Regions from separate parts of the Sus scrofa genome. Here region 1 is linked to region 2. Evidence: chromatin contacts called from public promoter capture Hi-C data. All regions are on one chromosome and are shown on one strand. Each heading gives the region's core, a stretch centred on a gene start, on an enhancer-like site or on the middle of the called end of the contact. The rest is flanking DNA. Distances are from core to core; before and after follow the strand shown.

Region 1 (3,176 bases), core at 37-2,536, 250 kb after region 2:
AACATGGTTGTAACTATGTTTTCAAAGGGATTATTACCATGTATTCCTTCCTCTGTATGATGTTTTCCTGAAGACTATGTTATACCAGAGTCTTCTGACTATCAAAGGGACAACCAGTTTTAATTGCTTATATGTACCAGATTTGTGAACTAATTCTTAAGAAACTAAAATTATTTTTATTCAAAAGATTCATTTGTATCTATTCAGTATATAGTATATACAGTATCTATTCAGTATACAGTATATATAGTATGGCATGCTATATTGAAATTAGATGTAAAGACATTTTCAACAAAAGGTAAACATTTTTAAAAGTGAAGATTATATTCACTAAAAGAGATCCTGGTTGAAGCCTGAAAGCTAAGAGATATAAGACAAATCTGCTTTTTAAAAACAATTTATATGCTTTAGTGTTACAATGATTTCTGCAGAATATACTGTGAACTAATTTTAAAAAAAGACCTCAGAAACAAACTATGAATAAAATAGAGTTTGCAAACTAATTACCATTAGAGAGAGAGATGCATATCCTCCTGAAATTATTTTTATTTCTTTTTGCTTTCTTGATGATATTCCTTTGATTGTTATGCTAATGTGAGACTTGGCCACAGGCAACCATGGAATGGTTTGAGTTTTACCTGGTAAAATTGAGAGAGGTACATTTGTCCTTTCCTTCCTTTTTAAACACTTATTTTATGGGTAGATAAGCTGCAAAACATGGCAAGGTCTCAACCATGGCCATCATTGGAAGTTGGAAAACAAAGAGACCAAGCCTGAGGGTATTTGCTGAACTCTTGGGTCTCTTCCAAGGATGGTGATCAACAATCCAAATTAAATGCACTAAGGTGTCCTGGAAAACACGGGGTCAATGAAACATAATGTCAATCTGGGACACGACAGCTGAATTTTCCAGGGGTGTTCCATAAAGTATGAAAAGCTGAACTGGCACTAAACTCTGGGCAATGAATGGAGAATAAACAAAAAAAAATTATAGCTCCAGGGGCCTGGCAAGAAGTGTAGAAAAGAAAAGTCTGCAGAAAAATAGAAGCAGTTCAGAGAAGAGCTTTATCCTGCAGGAGCAAAGAAGGAGACAGTTAAGTCCATTTCCAGGTACTGGGCAAACATGGTGATTAGAAGGGAGCTCTGCCATTTCAGCTATTCTGCCTCCTTATGCAGATAAGGTCATACTTATAAGTTTGCAAATGTAGTGTAGATTGGCTTAGCAATTGGGTGAAGACATGTGGACACTGAAATGTACTGTGTCTCCTTTCTCCTTGTTGTTACTCCTGTCCAAACAACTCCTATGTGTCCTCACTGCTGTGCAATGACTTTTTGCAGAACTGTGCCCTGGTTGGGCAATACCCCAGCCTCTGGACCTATGCCAATTGTCTCCTCTTTCCCCAATTAAAATATTCCCTCCTAATTCCCCATTGCATTCCCTCAAGTTCCTGCCAGAGGTCTGGCCAGGCAAAACAAGAGTCTAAAGAGTCTAAAGACTGTTATCCCTGTGGGTTAGTCCTCCCAGATAACACTGACATTTTAACAAATGCTTTTAGTGTTAAAGAGGAAATATGGTGGGAAAGTTTTTAGGCACTTTCAGAGTGAATAGAATAGCTATTTTCTAAAACATTTGTGTATTACATGTTCGTACTTAAACAGAGCCATGTAAATTAAGATACATAACCCCCCGCTACATGGAAACATCTAATTTCTGCATATCCTTCAGTATTCTTATATAGACGTTCTTATAATAATTCCTTGAGATGTGCAAACTTGATTTATCATAATATATGGTCAAACTTTTGTAAATGTTGCTTATGTTAATTGTGTTTTCAAATCCTCCATGTCCCACTGAATCTGTGTTCTTTCATACATAAATTATGGATGGAGGTATGATTAAAATCTCCTACCATAATGGATTTTTTAATTTCTCCTTATATTTCTGTCCATTTTTGCTTTGTATTTTGAAGTTACATTACTAAATACATATAACTCTATAACTTCTATTTCTTTCCTGTAAACCCAAGTCTCATATTATTATGTGGGTATCAATTATTTATAGTACTATAACTATTTTGTCAGGTTTTTACATTTTTATAGTACTTGCCTAATATATTATTTATTGCCATCACAAATTGCCCCAATGTATTTCACGTTTATTATCTTTTCTGATATTATGGGTCAAGAATTCTGGAGAGGCTTAGCTGGGTGTTCTGGCCTGTGGTCGAAGTTAAGATATTGGCTCAGAATACAGTCATTTTAAGGCCTGACTTGAGCTTGAGGATCTGCTTCTAACATGACTCACTCAAATAGCTGGTTAGTTGGCCCTAGTTGTTAGCAGGGGGTTTCCCTTCCTCCCCACAAGGGTCTTTTCCATAGTCTGTTTGACTGTGTGTGTTCATTGAATTCCCCCGGAGAAAGTGAATTAAGATGGATGGTCAAAGAATGACATTTTTATGATCTAATCTTATAAGCCACATAGCACCAGCTCCACCACACTCTGTTCATTAGACCAGCCCAGACTCAAGAGGAGAGGAATTAGGCTCCATCTTTTTAAGAGAAAAATCATCAAATAACTTGCTAATATATTTCAGAACCACCATAACCTGTATTTCTCTTATTCCCTTACTTTCTATCTTGTATCATTCTTATAGGTATGTTTTGTTTTGTTTTGTTTTGTTTTGTTTGTTTTTTTGTTGTTTTTTTTTTTTTTTTTTTTTTTGCCACACTCGAAGCATATGGAAATTCCCAGGCTAGGGGTTGAATCAGAGCTGCCACCAGCCTACGCCACAGCTATAGCAACACCAGATCTGTGCCACCTCTGCAGCCTAACCACAGCTTGCAGAAATGCGTGACCCTTAACCCACTGAGCAAGGACAGGGATTAAACCCACATCCTCATGGATACTAGCTGGGTTCTTAAACTGCTGAGACGCAATGGGCACTTCTTAGGTATGCTTCTTGTACAGAATATAGCTGAACTTTATTCCAATTTGATAATCTTTATCTTTTAACTGATAATTTATTTCATTTATATTATTTGTGGATTGCTAATAAATTGGAGTTTACTTCTAACATTTTACCAGTTTGCTTCACATTTCCCATATTTCTTTTTTCTTTTATCTCTCGTGGTTATTAAAATTATATTTTTTCTACCTTCCAATTTTTCTCTATACC
Region 2 (3,061 bases), core at 152-2,651:
TGGAAGAGGAATTCCCATCTCTCTTTTTGGAGAAGCATCCTGAGGGCCCCCAAAGCAATCTGAACCAATTACATCTCATTCAAAGTAGGAACAACAGTTTTTTAGCTACCCTCTCCTCACCCCCATTTTGAAAATATTCCATCAATTGTTTTAGTAACAAAGAAAATAAGCCTAAAGACCACGCTAATCCCAAATGGAAAATTTAAAGGCACACATCATTTTCCTTTTTAAAGGCAAGTTTCGACGAATTCATAGGAGGACGCCCGGGACGTGCAGAGCTGATAAGAGCCCTGCCGGACACCACAGAGCCCCTGTCCTCCAAGGCAGTAGCTATCTTAGGCCCCCAGAACCAGCCTGCTCAAACCCAGAGTCTTTTGTGTCCACAGGCAGCGTGAACTCACTCCACACTCGCGCGCGCACAAAACTTTAGCCACAACTTTGGTTGGCTTTACGGTCCCACCCCTGCGACAGCCTGTCTCAGTTCGCGGTCAGTACTCACGCTTGCGTTGGCTGTCAACCAACGGGGATTGGGGCTGAACGATCTGCTGAGCCTGCCTCTTGCTCTTCGACGCTCCAGTGGAGGGCACCGTTGTCCCCAGGGACAGGACGGCCAGCAGCAGAAGCCCGGGTCCTGGACCCCGAGCATCTTGAGAAGGTGCGGGGATATAGACGCTCTAACCAGGAGACAACTTTCCACCAAGTTTGACTTCTTTTTCGCAACCTGCCAGAGGAGTCCCTTCCAGTGCCCGCTACGGGCCGACGCCGCCAAGAAGGTAAGGGCTGGATGATGGGGAAGGGGAAGGGTAGAGGGACAGAGGGGAAGGAGAGGAAGAAAGAAGTTGTGGCTGCAGGTCCCCTCTCTCCCGCTCGCGCCTAGGGCTCCCTCTCCTCCCCCCCTGCAAAGCGCAGCCGGCGCGGGCAGCGGAGACCCGAGAGCTGGGGTTTATATGGGACGGTCCCCTCCCGCCCCCGCGAGGCCTCGGGCGCCTGGGAGGAGGGACCGGTCAGACTCCCCCCACCCTCCTCTTGCCGCCGCCGCCGACCGCTCGCCGATTGGCCTGGGCTCCGGGTGACGTCAGGAGGACTGTGGGTTCGCAGCGAACAAAAGAGATGCTGATCGCCCGCCAGGACTGGGGCAAGAGAACTTTTTTTTGGTTTCCTTTGCGGTCGTCAAACTTTTAGGGGGCAGAAGGGGAAGGATAGGAAGCGGCTGCGAAGGGGTAGACAGGCAGGAAAGGGAGGGCTGGAGTCGTGTGTAGCGAAGGGGTCGCGAGTCCCCCCGCCACCCCCGCTTCCCCCCCCCCCTTTTTTTTATGGGGATGCAGAGAGAGGTTGAGGACATTGCGTCACCTCTGGAAAATATCTCTGCTTAGTGGAGTGTATTTCGGGGGGAGGAAAAACCATAAAGTAGCCACCACCTTGCAGATGTAGGAATGTAGCCTCTGCCGTCCCAGGGCGGGGCTGGCTTTCCTCCGGTTCCCTTTCTTTGGTCTACTGTGCACTGAGAACTTAACTTTCTTTGCCTTCGTAGCTTCTTCTTAGGACTTTTCCCCTTCCAAACGCGGTATCTGCGGGGTCTGAGGACGTGCTAGCCAGGGTCGCGGGTCGAGGCGGGGAGAGGGGCTAGAAGGGAAAAGAGAGCCTTCAATGAGCCTCTACTAAGTGCCAAGAGTTCTGCGGGGCGCTTGACGGATCAGGGAGAAATTTAGAGAATGAGGTTGCTTTTGAAAGGACAGAGCAGCAGTTTGCTTTTTTTCCCCTCAAATATGCAAGAAAGTCTTTTCCCTGGAGTTTCGATACCTGTTACCGCTAAAACCTGGAAAACTTGGTCGACCCTGTAGAGAGAAATATCGCGGTGTCCTTCCCCATGTTCACCGCGCCCCTTACGCAAAGTAGAGATCTTTGAGTCACTAAAAGTTGAGAAAAGACCATTTCCAGACTTGCCTTCCTACAGTTCTTTCTTGCTTTTATTTGGCATTTTCATTTGGTGGACATCGATTTCATCACAGAATTCCCCTCCCCCAGCCTCGCTGCCAGATTTTTCACATTTCAAGTGTTACTTACTCCAAGAATGTGGAAAGTTCCTATTTAAGATGTGTCTGTCTTTCCCTCTAAAGGCACAATCTGAGAAGTCTCTAGCATTTAGCAACTCATCACATCAGTCCTTTTTACAGACAAACACAAACCACACTTGCTTTTTAAGGAAGGATCTTTGAAAGGAGTCCTCGACTTTCTTCAGTAACTTCTGAGGGACCAAAACTCAAAAGCTTTGCCTCCTAGTTAGGTTAGTAGTGTGGACCTCCTATTTGCTTTGGGAATCTAGAAAATCTGTTAGCTAAATATGTTTATTTCTGCAAGCACTTGTTTTCTCCAAATGTTCCACCTTTAGCAACTGCCATGGGGTTATTCGAACTCTGGTCTATAAAATGCCCAACACATCAAAGACACAAAACTAACATTTGCTTTTATTAACACAGGGAATTAAAGGGAAACACACTCACACACACAGCAAATATCAGTTTCCTATAAGCAGTGTAAAATAACTTCTTGAGGCATCTTTGTGACCAACTTTGCCAGTTGAAAGAGTGCCTCGGATTTCCCCAAATTTAGAGTCCCGTCTGGGTTAGAGTTTTTTTGAATTTCTCATCATCACTTGACAAAGCAGTTTTCTCTTTCAAGTATAAAAGGGCCCCTTGTAAAATTCTCAGTAAATTTCTGGGAAGCTGGGTGTTCCTGCCAGAGGGAAGGGTACCTGGAAATCAGGATATAAGCAAGATAAACCTGAAGCCAATGCTTTCTTAAAATACATGGATTCTGGGGGAAGGAAATAAGTGGTTAGAAAAGTATTTCATCAACCAAAACCATGATAGTTTGATATATTTACTTACTCAAAATACACTAGAATAATATACACAGAGAGCTTGGAGGGAAAAAAAGCCCAAGTGACTTACATTTCAGAAGTAATTTGTATTTCAATCCATTGAGATATACTTTGCTTAAGGATATGATATATCTCAAATGTCTCATAAGCAAACATATATATAATATTCGGACTGAATTT

What was found. Promoter capture Hi-C pulls out the DNA fragments that hold promoters and counts their contacts.
Region 1: a promoter capture Hi-C map of liver shows a contact between it and region 2, with 5 times the contacts expected there. The contact joins two enhancer-like sites. A contact is called at or near these places in 1 of 5 promoter capture datasets (liver), 2 of 47 Hi-C or Micro-C datasets (both in liver) and 1 of 2 datasets of contacts at active chromatin or transcription factors (alveolar macrophages).

What each region holds. Positions count from the first base shown.
Region 1 is chr15:117,979,940-117,983,115 of Sscrofa11.1, forward strand. No RefSeq gene overlaps it. Among named protein-coding and RNA genes, the nearest start is that of FN1, 240 kb to the left of the region's middle. Within about 2 kb of position 1,287, at least 2 of the 83 cell types and tissues checked have an H3K27ac peak or open chromatin away from gene starts, as enhancers often do. A contact at or near this core is called in alveolar macrophages and liver, where this site is marked.
Region 2 is chr15:117,730,095-117,733,155 of Sscrofa11.1, forward strand. FN1 (fibronectin) reads right to left here. Exons shown (of 50, transcript XM_003133642.5): 2 at 2,753-2,814; 3 at 1,020-1,175; 4 at 500-674. Among named protein-coding and RNA genes, the nearest start is that of FN1, 5.5 kb to the right of the region's middle. Within about 2 kb of position 1,402, at least 61 of the 83 cell types and tissues checked have an H3K27ac peak or open chromatin away from gene starts, as enhancers often do. A contact at or near this core is called in alveolar macrophages and liver, where this site is marked.